4 separate regions of the Oryctolagus cuniculus genome follow, and regions 1, 2 and 3 are each linked to region 4. The links are chromatin contacts, called in public Hi-C and Micro-C maps. All regions are on one chromosome and are shown on one strand. The core of a region is the stretch at or near the end of the contact, and the rest is flanking DNA. Distances in the headings are between cores, read along the strand shown. Region 1 holds the start of LOC103350965. Region 2 has its middle 330 kb from the start of DUSP10. Region 3 has its middle 280 kb from the start of DUSP10. Region 4 holds the start of HLX (H2.0 like homeobox).

Evidence for each region. A called contact is a pair of places that touch in the nucleus more often than the background predicts.
Region 1: a contact with region 4 is called in a Micro-C map of ear pinna, with 5 times the contacts expected there. The contact joins the promoter of LOC103350965 here to the promoter of HLX in region 4. A contact is called at or near these places in 2 of 6 Hi-C or Micro-C datasets (ear pinna and psoas muscle).
Region 2: a Hi-C map of psoas muscle shows a contact between it and region 4, with 2.4 times the contacts expected there. The contact joins the enhancer-like site here to the promoter of HLX in region 4. A contact is called at or near these places in 2 of 6 Hi-C or Micro-C datasets (psoas muscle and an unstated tissue).
Region 3: a Hi-C map of liver shows a contact between it and region 4, with 5 times the contacts expected there. The contact joins the enhancer-like site here to the promoter of HLX in region 4. A contact is called at or near these places in 6 of 6 Hi-C or Micro-C datasets (ear pinna, embryonic fibroblasts, liver and 3 more).

What each region holds. Positions count from the first base shown.
Region 1 is chr13:36,079,434-36,083,207 of mOryCun1.1, forward strand. LOC103350965 reads left to right here and starts at 2,141. Exons shown (of 1, transcript XM_008268402.4): 1 at 2,141-3,089. The coding sequence starts at 2,141. The coding sequence ends at 2,983. DUSP10 (dual specificity phosphatase 10) reads right to left here and starts at 2,013. Exons shown (of 4, transcript XM_051821348.2): 1 at 1,489-2,013.
Region 2 is chr13:35,748,971-35,752,720 of mOryCun1.1, forward strand. No RefSeq gene overlaps it. Among named protein-coding and RNA genes, the nearest start is that of DUSP10, 330 kb to the right of the region's middle. Within about 2 kb of position 1,496, at least 1 of the 8 cell types and tissues checked has an H3K27ac peak or open chromatin away from gene starts, as enhancers often do.
Region 3 is chr13:35,794,749-35,798,406 of mOryCun1.1, forward strand. No RefSeq gene overlaps it. Among named protein-coding and RNA genes, the nearest start is that of DUSP10, 280 kb to the right of the region's middle. Within about 2 kb of position 2,368, at least 1 of the 8 cell types and tissues checked has an H3K27ac peak or open chromatin away from gene starts, as enhancers often do.
Region 4 is chr13:35,231,544-35,235,415 of mOryCun1.1, forward strand. It overlaps HLX (H2.0 like homeobox), which reads left to right and starts at 1,975. Exons shown (of 4, transcript XM_002717391.5): 1 at 1,975-3,058; 2 at 3,780-3,872. The coding sequence starts at 2,458.

The DNA of each region.
Region 1 (3,774 bases), core at 891-3,390, 850 kb after region 4:
CCTCACAGGCTTTCTGGTAGCCTCATTAATTAATCTGCATCCCCCCCCCCCTTTGCACTAAACACTGGTGTCCTAAAACAAAATCTGAAGCGAAGGAGTTATCTATGGAAACCCCTCCCCCCCATCCTTCCTGCACTCCTGCCCTCTTCATCTCCCCTGCTATGCATCCTGGAGCTTTTCTCAGTGGGTAGCAGCTGCTTTGTATAGGATTTTAATCCCATACAGATATCTGCCCCTTGGAGAGTAAGGATGGGATAAAGACTTCCCTTTTAGCGTGTCCCTGTTGAAGGGAGGCAGGGAAGTGGAGACCAGGAGTCTACCCCTGATGTCTTCAGAGACCACCTGAACAGGAATGGTCCCTTCCTACCTGTGGGCTCAGGGACACCCTACAACTCGACCCCACTGACTCCTCTATCAGACATGCACACAGCAAAGAAACCAAACCCCGAGCAAGAGCCGCTCACCCAAACGAACTTCAAGAGCTGTCCGGGAAAAATGTCATCTATCATCCGTCTACACACGATCGTCACCATTCTCTGACACAGAGCCAAAGTGTTCACAGGCGGAATCCGCACACACACGCGCGCACATAGGGGCATGCACCCACCACCAGGTCCGCAGGTCCCCACTGACTCGGGTGTCGCTCTCTCACACACACTGCTCCCTTGCGTATGCGTAGTATTTTTTTTTTTTTTTTTTTGGAGGAGCGAGTACTATTCCATATTCTAAAAGCTGTAACTGTGTCCCAGCGGGACCAAGCAGCCGAAGTCTTTGCTATTGTGTTACCTGGTGGGGCACGTCCAGGATCCACAGTCTGCTTCCTCCGAGAGGGGCGCGCCAGCGCTTCCGCAGGCTCGCGCGCCGGGACCCCCGCCTCCACACGGGGTGCGCGGCCCGCACACACGCACCGGGCGTGCGGACAGATCTGCAGCCCTGCAGCAGACGGTCGGGCGTCTGTGCTGCGCGTGAAACCATCCAGTCTGGCCCAGGAAACCTCCCGGAGAAACCTCGAACTGAGCCCCCCTGCCCTGGCCAGCCGCCCTTCCGCCGCTAGGCAGGGGCTGGAAAGAAAAACTAAGTGATTAGCCCGTGCTCCTTGCCCGCTCCGAGGGCACGGAACGTGGCCCCCTCCTCGCCGCCGCACGGCGCGTGGAGAAGCCCCGGGCATTTAGTAGAACTGCCGCAAAGCATCCCAACAAACCTCGCTTTTGCTTCGCCCCCCGACTCGAGTAGGCTGCAGGGCGAGTAATCGCACCGGGCAGCGGGGCCAGGAGCCCCAAGCTCGGAAGCGTACCTGCTGGGGCTCCTCGGTCAGCATCGCGCCTCCCTCTCCCCTCTCTCACGCACACACACACACTCACACACACACGCACAGACACGCACCTCCACTCCCGGGCTCTCCAGAGTGGCCCCGGCGACTTCCACTTACTTCATCAATAAGTGTAGCCTTCCACCCCCCGGCGCTCGGTTTCAGCTAAGGACTCGCACCTTCAGCCCCCATTCACTTGGCTTCATTGATCTCCAGCAGCAACATAGTTACTTTCTCTTTTGCTACACTGTAAATGTAAGATTCTGAGGGGGCGGGCTGGCCTGCGACCGACGGCGCATTGGGCCAGTAGGAATCCGGAGAAAACCGACCGCTACCTCATAGAGGCCCGCGGCCAATGGGCGGCCGAGGGGGGCGGAGCTGTGGGCGTGGCCTCGCCTCGTCAGGGCGGGTTTATCCGACGCGGCTCCAGGTCCTCTGTGTTAGAACACGGGCGGTGATGTCATTGGCAACCAATCAAAAACTTAAAAGAGCCAGCCGGGGCCCGCGCGGAGCAGCTGCTCTCTATTTACATGTAAGCCGGCGCGGCCCGCCGCCTTAACCCTTTCCGGGGCTGAATTGTCAATGGGCGGCTCGGGCTAAACCAGGCTCTTCCCTCCTCGACCGGATCCTCCGTCCACACGCCCCTCGCCCTGAGACCCGCCGCGCGGCCTCCTCATCTCTCCTCCCTCCTTTGGACTGACGGCCCAAAGTGCCGGAGTAACTTTCTGAAGGCCGGGGACCACGGACAACCTCCGGCTCCACCTGGGAGAGCTGTGACCTGACAGACCCTCCCCGGGATTCGCCCACTTTTGCCAAGACTCCCCCCCTGGGATGCCTCGGAGCCCGCCCGCGAGCGGCGCCCCCTCCCCGCCCGCCCTGGGCCACGCACCGAGGGCCCCGACTCCGGAGCCGCCGCGGGCCGGCGGCCACTCGGCCCCTCCTCCTCCGGGCGGCCCGCAGATGTCGCTGCCCCACCGGCGGCCCCACTGGTACCCCGCGCAGCGGCAGCGCGCCTCCTTCTTGTTCTCCGGTATCCGCGACCCGGTCACGCCCCCGCCGTCGCCTGCCTGGGCCCCCGGGCTCGACCCTGAGCTCACAGGTGGCGCGGCGGAGGGCTGCTCGGAGGAGGCAGAGGCCTGGGGCCACGTCCGCTACGACCGCGGTCGGGCGCTGAGCCGCTGCACCGCTGCGGTTCCCCTGGGCCCGGCGCCCCGCGCCCCGCAGCGCACCGCCCAGGGCCCCAGAACCTCGCCCCAGTGGGCGCCCACCCCGTCTCCCCCGCGGCGCGTCGGGTCTCCGCAGCCCGCCTGCCGTGCTGGCCTCGGCCGCCGCCCCTCCACCCAGCACGGTCCCCGGCGAGCGGAGGACCGCCAGCCCGGCGCTTCTGGAACAGCGGCCGCGGGCGGCAAAGAGCCGGAGCCCAGCGTCCACAGCCTGGCTGCACGGAGCCGGAGGAGCGCCGAGGAGCCCGCGCCGCCGCTCGCCGTGCCCCCGACTTGGGCCGGCAGAAGGGTCCCCTGCCGGTGCGCAGGGGACACGAGTCGGGGCCGGGGCAAGCTGCTGGTCGCCGCCTCAGGAAAATGCCAGGAGAATTTCAGGAAAGTTGCCCTGGAAAACAAAACGGATTGGAAAAACCCAGATGAACTGTGGAGATATTACAACAAAGAATCCTGAAGAAAGAGAGCTTTTTCTCCCTCCCCTGCACCCCTGTCTCAGGGAGGAGGGGGCACAAAGCGAAATAATGACGATGCAGTAAAACAGGATGAACACTATGGAAATAGATGGCTGTGATTTTTTTTTTCTCCCCCTCTCTGTCTCTTCATTAACTGATTGGAGGTATTTAGAGAAAGGCTTCAGTCTCCAGGCCTAACAAATAGACTAAGTGGTAGGGCATATTTATATAATTGCTTGCAATGTGGGTCTGAAACCAGGAGGGGTCAAGCCATGACTAGCTGGCCAACTGTGCCCACTGAGCTGTTGGAAGAAATCCCCCTGGACACCTCTGCATAAGTGCAGGCCCATACACAGTCCAACTTCTCACACTAAAGTTTGAACAAGCATCAAGTGCCTCTGAGTGTTTTAAATAGGAAAAAACTGGGTAGGCCCACTGCATGCATTCAGGCCCTTGATAACACATGAGGTTCTCACAGCTTTGAGGATCAGCAGGTCAAGGCCAGGAATGTGGGTTTGTAGGTAATCCCAGTCATCTGAGGACTTCCTTGAGGGTCTACCCTGAATCTATTTGGGGCTGAAATGCTGCAAGCAGGCAACTATTGGGAAACAGTGTTTGTTAACTCAAAGTCTGAGAGGTCTAAGTCCGGATTCTGACCCCCAGTGTTCACCCAGAGCCAGGGTTGGTTTATTTAGCAGGAGCAGTAATACCCTAGCTCAGAAAGAAAAAGGAAAAGTGCCCACGCAAGTGCTCAGGGGAAGACAAGACTGCTGATAAAGGGCACTCAGTAGAA
Region 2 (3,750 bases), core at 246-2,745, 520 kb after region 4:
TTTCCCAAACAAAAGTTATTTGAGACAAAATTTGACTTTGATTAAGAATGACACTGTTTTAAAAAATTTTAGAGTTGTGGAAACAAAATTTTCAGCTGCAGTAAGTTAGTGCTAAATAGTACTCATTTGGCAAAATAGCATAAATTAGCGATCCTAATATGGAGATAATGTTTCTTATCTCTGATCAATATGTAAGCATAGAAATGCCAAAGCAAGCTTTGCCTGCTATAATATTATTTGTTCTTTCAACCCCAACTGAAAGGGTAACCAAATGTCCCCTGAGGTCATGAAGAGGCTGACTGTAGTAATAAGGTCAATAAAACTTCAGACTCAGACTATGTTCTCTAACATACAGAGCGCTTTCTCTACCTGTGATGGGCAAAGCTGATATTTTTCTTACCATGTCCAGGTCTTGCTCAGAAGCTTACTGCATGTGTGGTTGATACTAACAACTTGTAGAACTGAGCTTATCGAATTCATATTTTTTGGATTAGGAAAAAATATTTAATGATTTATCCAAACTCAGCCATACCAGGTGAAATTGCTAAGGCTTGACAATATAGCTTATGTCCTGTGTCCATCGGTCTTGTCATTGGCACCTGTGAAAACATGTTTTCCCTAAATTAACTATTGATATCAAATCAAGTGGCTATCTTCATAGGTATCCTTTATGCATTGGGCTGCATGGATTTGGATAATCTTGAGAATAGATCAGATTTAAATGTAAATACAAAGAAGAAAAAGACAAGGGAGACGGAAGAAGTAGAAAGCAAAAAAGATGATTAAGGCTTTGGGTGTGGATCAGAAGGGTATTTAAAATAAATACAATAAAAGTTATCCTGTAATCAGTAAACAGCAATATAATTAGAATTTTTTTCCCTATTTACTTCCTTTAACATGCAATGGGGGGAAATGGGAAAAAAAATGTCAAGGACTCAATCAAACAGATGGTTCTCAAGTTATTTTCCCCTTGCTGTTGTTTACAAAAAGAGCCTCCTTTAACAAAATGTGACTTGCAGATTCCAGTGAGACCAGCAGCTCTCTGTGGGAAGGAGAGAGGAAAAATCGGGAAGGGAACTCAGATCATAAGCCTTTATTATGCACATTATTATGCCTCATTAATTAACCTAACCACTGTCCTAGTGACGTTCTGGGCTCACTTCACAGGAAAAAATCAGTCTGGATTGCCAAGTTAGATAGACAATTACAGGAAGATCAAATTATGCCTACATTGCATTCTGTCAGGGCACCCAGCCAACTTCATGTCAAGTTCATAAGACTGGAATATCCTCACTAAAAACAGCCCTGAAGAACCAACGTCACCAGGCATTTGACGTCCACACAGAGGATGTATTGATCTTGCCTGAGCTTCCTTTCTCAGAATCTCATAATAGGCCAAAAGAAGGATTTCTGAGCATCTTGCCCTACACCACACACCAGCTGGCTAGAGCCTTTGTTATGTCCTGTAAAGTACAATAAGCAGGGGAAAACACCCGCCTATGGAGCTCCTATTCCTCATCCTGGTTGGCAGCTATCAGACCTGTAGAAACAGCTTGGACATTTAAAGAGAACAATGAGAACTCTACGTAGATTTTTTAATGGTGGAATCCTTGGTGCTGTCCACTATCTTGAGGAGACTTTCCAATAGAACAGTGGCCAAAAAGTAAACAAGCGCACAACAGATTTTCAGTATCCAGTGTGCTATACTGGGATACCGATCACCAAAGACAACCCTATGCTGCAGAGAATAAGAATAACATATTGCAATACTTGTGAGTTGATATTTACCAGTAGTCCAGGATCAGGGAAAGCAAAATGTTCATTGAACCTACTAAAGAATGCAAAGTTTAAATATTTAAGTTTGAGAGCCTGAATGCAAGTTGGAAAGAAAGTATCCCCCTGATTCCCAACAGGGAATTCTTCCTTTGTAATTGAAGGTGTCTAACCAAAGTCTTTCTCCATTTTGCAAGAGGTGGAGTCTCTTTGCCCTCCTATTATGACTTTCTATGGATCAGAATGGATGGTCTGACCAAAAAGTGATCTGGCATGTGTCACATCCTATCTCTGAAAAATCCACCTGGCATATGAATTTAGTTCCTTGGAAACCACCACGTTGTAAAGAATCCCAAGCAAGCTCAAGGGGGGACCACCTGAAGAGAAGCCAAGAAAGCCAGAGGACTGTGAGAGCTTAGGTCTCAGCCACATAATTGCTGCAAAACTGTCCCAGCCAGCTCTCCTGAGATGAGTTACTCTCACTATGCTTTGCCTGAATTGTTGATCCACAGAAAATTAAGCAAATAAATGTCTTGTTTTCACGGAGTGTGTTTGGAGCAGTCCATTTCTGTACTGATAACTGAAACATGCTCTGAATCTGGCATAGATGTTCCTCCTGTCATACTTTAAGTGCCATGGTGGACCCCCAGCTAAAATCTCCAGAATAAAGATTTCCTTCTTTATCTTCCTCATTTGTGCCAATTTCTTCTCTTTAAGGATGGGAAAACTGATTATTGTCATGGCTGGTAGAATTCTACTTAGCAATAGAACTGCCTTTGTAAAAGTCAGTTTTTGAATCTCTGCAAATTGAAAGGTCAAGGCAAAAGCCAAGGTTTCTGAGGAAAGTGTCCCAGATGGTGTGTGTGTATGACAGAGACAGACAAAAGCATGTTCTCAAGTACTATTTTTTTAATATAATTTCGCAATCTCTGGCTGTTAACTGAAAAATTTAGACCATTTATACTTAATGTGATTAATTATGTAGTTAGGTTTATAGCTACCATCTTGCTATTTATTTTATATTCATTCTTTGTTTTCCTTTTTTCTCTTATTTTTATGAATTGGACATTTCCCATGAATTCCATTTTATCTGTTTTTTTTTTTTTACTCAGTTCCATAACTCTTACTGTTGCTTTAAGTAATTTCTTATGATTTAGAATATGCATCTTTAATTTATCAAAGTTAATGGAAAATATAATTTGAATATATGAACTTATTTTGGTATAACATAGTGTAGAGAATATAAAATATTGGTGTTTAAGAATCTACAGAGATCAAGAAACTCCACAACATCAAAACAAACAACCCACTTAAGAGATGGGCCAAGGACCTCAATAGACATTTTTCAAAAGAGGAAATCCAAATGGCCAACAGACACATGAAAAAATGTTCAGGATCACAAGCAATCAGGGAAATGCAAATCAAAACCACAATGAGGTTTCACCTCACCCCGGTTAGAATGGCTCACATTCAGAAATCCACCAACAATAGATGCTGGAGAGGATGTGGGGGAAAAGGGACACTAACCCACTGTTGGTGGGAATGCAAACTGGTTAAGCCACTATGGAAGTCAGTCTGGAGATTCCTCAGAAACCTGAATATAACCCTACCATTCAACCCAGCCATCCAACTCCTTGGAATTTACCCAAAGGAAATTAAATTGGCAAACAAACAAGCTGTCTGCACCTTAATGTTTATTGCAGCTCAATTCACAATAGCTAAGACCTGGAACCAACCCAAATACCCATCAACAGTAGACTGGGATAAAGAAATTATGGGATATGTACTCTATAGAATACTATACAGCAGTCAAAAACAATGAAATCCAGTCATTTGCAACAAAATGGAGGAATCTGGAAAATATTATGCTGAGTGAATTAAGCCAGTCCCAAAGGGACAAATATCATATGTTCTCCTGGATCAGCGACAACTAACTGAGCACCAAAGGGGAAACCTGTTGAAGTGTCATGGACACTA
Region 3 (3,658 bases), core at 1,118-3,617, 560 kb after region 4:
CCTCACATTGCTTCATTAAGTTGTTGTCAACAAATGAACCTAACAGATGTGTACAAACTTGCTTATCAGACTTGGAATAAAAATGTAAGCGGTGGATAATCGATTGTAATCCTGCCTGTATATGAAGAAGGAGGCATGCACATGGAGGCAGTACTGTCTTGAAGTCTGCTATGACTCCCTAGTCAGTAGGGTGAACTTCAACATCTCCCTTTGCTCCTCAAAAGGCAGTATATTTGCATGAAACTGTGGGTCGTTTAGAAGACAACACAGGAGACAAGCTTCATGATCTCATGTTTAGGAAAAGATTTAGAAATGATACCCAAAGCAGTATTCATCAGAGAATAAATGGAGTTTTTAAAAAACTAAATTGTTGTCAAGAGATTAGAAAGGCCACAGAGAAAGTATTTTCAGATTGCATCTTCAGCTGTTAACCTGATATCTAGAATATGAAATGAACTCTCAGAACTCAGCAAGGCAGACTCCAACAACCTAATGAAAAATATGGAGAGGACTTAGGCAGTTACATCACCGAAAAAGATAGAGTGGAGAAGCAAAGATGTTTGACACCATCAGCCATTCAGGATACCAAATTTAAACCCTAATGTGATGCAACTACCTACCTATTACACCGTCTAAAATTAAAAACAAATGCTGACAACACTGAGTGCTGGCAAGGATGCAGAGGACTGGAACTCACAGGCATTGCTTCTGGGGTTGGAAAATGGTACAGCCACTTTGAGAAATAGTTTGGCAGTTTCTTTATAAAGTTAAACATAACACCTATTAAATGACCTGGGGGCCCACTCCTGGGTATTTACTCTAGGAAATGAAAGTGTATGTTCACGTGAAAACTGATACAAAAATGTTCCAAGCAGATTTATTTGTAGTAATTCTGAATTGGAGACAATTCAAATTCCCTTCAACAAGTGGAAGGGTAAACAAATTGTGGTATAGCATATGATAGAACACTAGTCAATAACAACAGAAAACCAGCGTGGGTGAATCTCAGCTGTTATGCTGAGCGACAGAACCAAGTCTCAACAGACAAAAGCATATTGATGGTGAACAGCAATTGCCAAGGATCATGGGTGGAGAGAGTGTGTAGCTGTGGAAGGGTGGTATAGAGACTGTTAGACCTACTCTGCTTTCTGACTATGCTGGTGATTACACAAATCTATACATGTTGAAATCCACAGAACTACACTTCAAAGAAAAAAATCAGTTTTACTCTGATAATTTTGAAAATAATTTTTTTACTAAGATTTATTTATTTACTTGAGAGGCAGAGTTACAAAGAGAGAAAGAGAGACAAAGACATCTTCCATCCTCTGGTTCACTCTCCAAATGGACATAACAGCCAGGGCTGGGCTGATCTGACACCAGGAACCAGGAGCCTCTTCTGGGTCTCCTGCACAGGTACAGGGCCCCAAGCACTTGGGCCGACCTCAACTGCTTTCCCAGGCCCTCAGCAGAGAGCTGAATCAGAGTGGAGCCCGCTGGAATGAAACAGGCGCCCATACGGGATGCCAGCACCACAGACAGACATTTAACCTACTATGCCACAGCGCCAGCCCCCAAAATAATTTGTTTTTCCAAAGTCAATACATTCATGTTAGGCTTTTATGTTCACACTTTTGTTGTCAGCCTCTTTTTTGTTTGATGTCCTCTTTCTTTAACTAACATTGCTCTAAGACTAGGCGATGTGAGGCATGTATGAGGTATTGTGTGTACAACAGAGGAGGAAACCCTGACACTCTGACCCTCAGGGCTTTCTACCTGGGAAGGAGAGAGAGAGAGAGAGAGAGAGAGAGAGAGGGAGAGAGAGAGAGAGAGAGAGAGAGGTGGAGAGAAGATTCACGCCACAGAAATTCAAGGGATAACAAATCATTGGCCAGTGGGGGCTATCGGCAGAAGAATATTCACTTAACCAAGAAATCGTGGGGGTTTACTGTTTTCTGACAAGAATTTTTAGGGGGGAGTGGGGGAGTAATTTTGAATACTTTTACTTCAACTGTAAAGTATTAATTAAAAAATTTCATTAAAGGAAATGGTGTGTTCTGGATTGTAGGTTTATTGAAATGTGGCCCATGCTCATTTCCTTTATATATTACAGTGAAGAGTACTGTAATGCGTAGGAGCCCATCACTTATTTATTGAATAGATGAATAAAAGATGACATCAGAAGCAATATTTTAATCATTGCAGGGCTTTCCCATGTAGCTTTTATTTAGCTGGCATATTCATTAGTACAACATGGTCATAGCCATTTGGAGAGGAATCACGCACTTTCATTGACATGTGCATAGCCCCTCCTCATGCTGGTTGGTGGCACTCCCCAAGGGAAAGTCCCTCATGTGAGTCACTGTGATTAGTCACGTCCTGTGGTGTTGTCTTTGAAACCAAAAACCATGGTATGCCCTCCCAGTACCTTCAGGAAATAAATGCCAGGAATGTGCATGCAGATCCTCTGAGTAGACCACTCATCCTGATATGACAAACCACTGGGCAGTTGTTCAAGTGGGTGTTTGCGGTGCCATGGAAACAGACAGAGTTGGTGTTTTCCAGGGGAAAGTGTTCTAAATCCCGGGTCCTCATCTGGATATAAATACACTGACCATTATGAATCCAGTCCCCGAAAGTGAGCCCTGCCTCAATTTCCTTTCTACCGGACAAAGATCACCCACCACAGCTTGGTGTGAATTCATAATGATTAAGGTCTTTGCTTTTAAAAAGTCATTATTTTTATTTCCATCTGGGCACAAGTGAAGTTCAAAGTCAGAGTTCCACCAGGGTTCAGCTTCTGTGATCAGTCAGACCATTTCTGTTTAGAAGGGAGTTTTCTAAAGTAAGTGCTAAGTATTTTAGGCAAAGAGACCCAGCTGTGAAAATACCCCTAGCCTTTGCACAGTTGTTTTATATGTGGATTTATTTGTACTTGCACTCACTGCAGTCTGATTCTTTGGAGGGAAGTCCCTCTTCCCCTCCTCTCCTTTCCCTGGCTCTGCTCTTGTTGCTCTGCTGGGGTCTTTTGAGAAATGACAGTCTCTCTCTCTCTAATCTGTTCAGGTCACAAGTGTTCTGCATCACGGCACACCCTTGACTAATTAGCATTAATAAGTGATGTTGGGAGAAAGCACTCCAGAGAGAAAGCAGTAAGCCTGTTTTTGCCAAATTGGAATGGGCCCAAGTAGCAAAATTTTCCAGTGTGCTTTCAGTCTCCTGCGACCATGTGTTCTTGCTGCCTAAACATCTATTTCTGACATGGGGTCTTGGACACTCTCAGAGGTACATAGCCCTGTGGACTCTTTGTCCCGGGAGATATGGGGACTTCATTTATTTAATGAGAGTTTTCTAAATTGTCTACTGTGTATAGACCATATGGGCAATAAAACTTTATTTCTGCCTCCTGCCACCTCGAGATGTTTTAGCAGAGATACAATGAACATGTATCCAATCATTTGCTGGTTCTGGAGTACCTACTACACGCGAGGCATTGAGTGAGGTATATATAGTAGAGCCTTGCTAAGTGAACAGGGTTCAACAAGCAGAGAACCAAAACAGGACAAGATAGGCAGACTGGGCCTGAAAAGGAAAGAAGCTCAAAGACAAGGACGTAAAGGTCCATTTGAGGACCTTGAGTCACATGGGAAAGGGCAGT
Region 4 (3,872 bases), core at 725-3,224:
CCGCACGGAACCCGGAGGACCTGCGTTCCCGGGCATCTGGCCCCGACGGGCTCCCAGGACCGTGCGGCACTTTGGAACTGGCGAAAGTGTGTGTGTGTGTGTGTGTGTGTGGAGGCGGGGGGGGGGGGGGGGACAATATCGTGTTTCTCGAGCCCGGGGCGTGGGCGCGTAAAGACACCTCAGAGCTGGGGGTGAGGGCGCAGGCCGCGGTCAAGCAGGAACCGCAGCCGATGCTGGAGCTAGCAGAACCAAGACAGGGCTCACCGCCGCCCCGCACACGCGCGCGGTGAAGTTACTGTGGGCCGCTCTCCCGCCGCACGCGTCCAGCCCGCGCCACGAGTGGCCTTGTCCTGGTTACTCCTTTGCCTTCCAACCACACACAGCGCCGATTTTCCTGCCTCTGGAGCCCCAGGTGCCCCTATTCTTCCCGACCACACCCCTCCACCTCGACGCGGACTGCACCTGCGTCCCGGCCGCGAGGAGCTGGGCAGGAAAACTGCAGTGTGGGAAGAAGGGAAGGGAGAGGGAGCGAGACCAGCCCGGGGTAGGGGGGTAATCCCAGCGCGGGCTCATCGGAAGTGATCGATGAATTATGGATGCTTTTCCTGCAGATGACTAAATCTGCGACAAGCGAGCCTGCGATTCACCAGAAAAGCCACTCCATAAACTCATCCCAATTCTGAACTCGACACAGGCGCGGCGGGTTCAGGCTCCCTTCCTGGCAATATTAGGTCAGATGCCTTGGCGGCGAGGATAAATTAAAAATGCCACAGAAGTTCTGTTAAGGGATGCTTATTAGGACAAGCTAAAACAAAACATTACGTGGTTTCATTATTGTTATTTTATTTTCTTCCTGAAAATGTGCAAGAACAGCTCATCTGGGTGGCCTGTGGTTGGTTTGGGAGAGGGCTGGGGAAACCCGTCCTGCCTATAATTTAAAAGAGAACGAATTCTTAAAATAGAGATGTGGATGCTGCAGAAAATCCCCCAGTACACCCACCAGGCAGACCCAAGGTGCGCCTGCGAGACGGCGGCCTTGCAGCAGCTCCTCTCCCGCGCCCAGGCCCGAGGGGCTCCCAGGAGGGGGCACGGCCGCCGAATTCAAAGTGGCATTTACCTCCAGGGAAATCTGCCCTGGTGGGCCAGAGCACAACAACCGACCCCACGTGATCCGGGGATGAGGCGGAAGAGAGCGGGCGGCATTTCCTACAAGGTGCAGCGCCCAGGGGACGAGCGCGCCGCCCTCTCGGGTTTCGGGAAGCGCCCCTTTTTGTGCCCCGAGGCTCGGGGATGGGGGTTGGAGAACAGGGTCCAAGGGACACGGACGCTAGGGCCCATCAGTCTGAAGTTGTTTTAGAAGCCACTCGTTCAAGCTGTGGCGCGACAGCTCACAAGAAAACTAATTTGCGGCCGCCCCTCCTCCTCGCTTCCCGGAGGATCTCCCTGGGAAGCAGAGCGGCGGGCGCCGGGCTGAGTGGGGCCGGCGGAAATCAGGCCCACAGTTCCCGGGCAGGGATCCGGGAAAGATGGGGGGATTGGCCGAAGACGCTGAAATCTTGGAGGAAAGCAGAGCGCAGGGAAACCGGGCGGGGGCGAGGAAAAGGGGAGAGACCCGAGGGGCTCCTCTCTCCACCCGCTCACCACCCCCGGGCTATCGAGCTCCCCGGGAACCTCCTGCGGCCGCCGGCTCCCCTCATCGGCGGCAGTCCCGCACCGCGGCCGCTGGAGGAATCAGCGGCCCCCCTGAGCAGCCGCCCGCCCCTGAGCCACGGGGAGAAAGCGCACAGCCCAGCTCAGCCCCCAGGGCCGCCGAGAACGCTTTGGCGTGGCTGGGGCGTGGCCCAGAAAGCGAGCCACGCCCCCTCTTTCCCAATTCCCCTCCACTCCGGGCCCCCATTGGTCCCGAGGACGGCCAATGAGAGCCCGGATCGAGGTCCTACCCCGAGTCTGACTCGAAAGCTCCTGCCAAAACTTTGGGAGTTTTTAGAGAGGAGTTTTTTTTTTTTTTTTCCCTCCCCCTCTTATTACTTTTTTTTTTTTTTAAAGCTAACGGATTATTATTGTTGTTGTTTTAAATTTAGCTCTCAGGGCTTAGCCGTTTGCGTTTTTCTTTCGGTGCCCGGCCCCTGTCTCCCGGCGTGTGCGGAGCCGCGGCCCCCACCCGCCCGGCCGCTCCCGCGCCCCTCGCTCGCCGGCGGCCGCGGGGAAAGCAGGCGCCGCGCCGCCCTTTCAAGTGAGGCCAGGGGCCGAGGCGGGGACCGGCCCGCGCCTCCTCCCTCGGTCTCGCTAGGGTTCCCCGGCCGCTCGCTCTTCTTCAGTGCGGGCGGAGAAGCGAAAGCGGGTCGCCTCTGGCCGGGCCACTGCCTCCCGCTGGACTCGGCGCGCCCCTTCCCGCACGCCCACCCCGCGGCCCGGCCCCGGCTAGACCGCGGCCGCCGAGCGGCTGCCCCCGCCAGGATGTTCGCGGCCGGGCTGGCCCCCTTCTACGCCTCCAACTTCAGCCTCTGGTCAGCCGCTTACTGCTCCTCAGCCGGCCCGGGAGGCTGCTCCTTCCCGCTGGACCCCGGCGCAGGGAAGAAGCCCTCCTTCTGCATCGCAGACATCCTGCACGCCGGCGTGGGGGAACCGGGGGCGGCTCCCGAGGGCCTGGTGGGCGCCTCAGCCGCCGCCCTCACGGCGCACTTGGGTTCTGTCCACCCGCACGCCTCTTTCCAAGCTGCCACCCGATCTCCGCTTCGACCCACGCCGGTGGTGGCGCCCTCCGAGGTCCCGGCCGGCTTCCCGCAGCGGCTGTCCCCGCTGTCCGCCGCCTACCACCACCACCACCCGCAGCCTCCGCAGCAGCAGCCGCCACAGCAGCAGCCCCAGCCGCCGCCGCCACCACCGCTACCCCGCGCTGGCGCCCTGCAGCCCCCGGCCTCGAGCACGCGAGGGGCCCCGAACCCCCACCACAGCGGCTCGGCCCCGGCTCCCTCCAGCAAAGACCTCAAATTTGGAATTGACCGCATTTTGTCTGCAGAGTTTGACCCAAAAGTCAAGGAAGGCAACACGCTGAGAGGTAGGTGTTGGGCGGGAGGCTACAGGCCCTTGTGACCACGGCCCTCTCCCTGACCCCGGGCCGGAGTGGGCTGCCCTGGAGTGTTTTCACAATTAAGAACCAAATCGGTGAAACGAATCGTAAGAAAACTGCGAAACGTTGGGTCTAGAACTCACCTGCTCTACGTAGAACAGATAACAACTCCTCCGGGGAGGCTTTAAAAATACGCATCCCAGAGTCAACACTCATGCAAATGGTTGGTGTAAATGTTTGCTAAAATGATTGCACTCTACGATCGCGAATCCAGTGTTTGCACACAGGAGAGCCCTTTGGGGTAACAATTTCCCTTCTTTTTATATGATTTCTAGTAAAATCCCACCCAAAGGATGGAAGGTAAACAGAACCACAGCTCGGAATTCCCAAGGGGAGACAGCAGCGCAGGGGCTCCTTGGGGGCTTCCAGTCTATGCAGGTCCTGGTGGGCCCCCAAAAGTGACATTCTGGGGGCCTCTGTATGCGGGACCCCTGCTGCTGTTCGCGTGGACGTGGGCATGAAGAACACGCATGGGAATCCTATGCAGGGCTCCTCAGGGAGCCAGAGGCTATCGTGCGAGTGCACCGGGGGCTTCTCCTGACTTTGCTTCGGGAAAAGGGAGTTGAGGGCGAGGAGATGGTGCGGAACACACCCTCCAGACAGTTTGCATTTGCCCGAGGTGTAACCGGTTCTTTCCTTTCGTTGCCAGATCTCACGTCCCTGCTAACCAGTGGGAGGCCCGCGGGAGTGCACCTCTCGGGCCTGCAGCCTTCCGCCGCCGGCCAGTTCTTCGCGTCTCTAG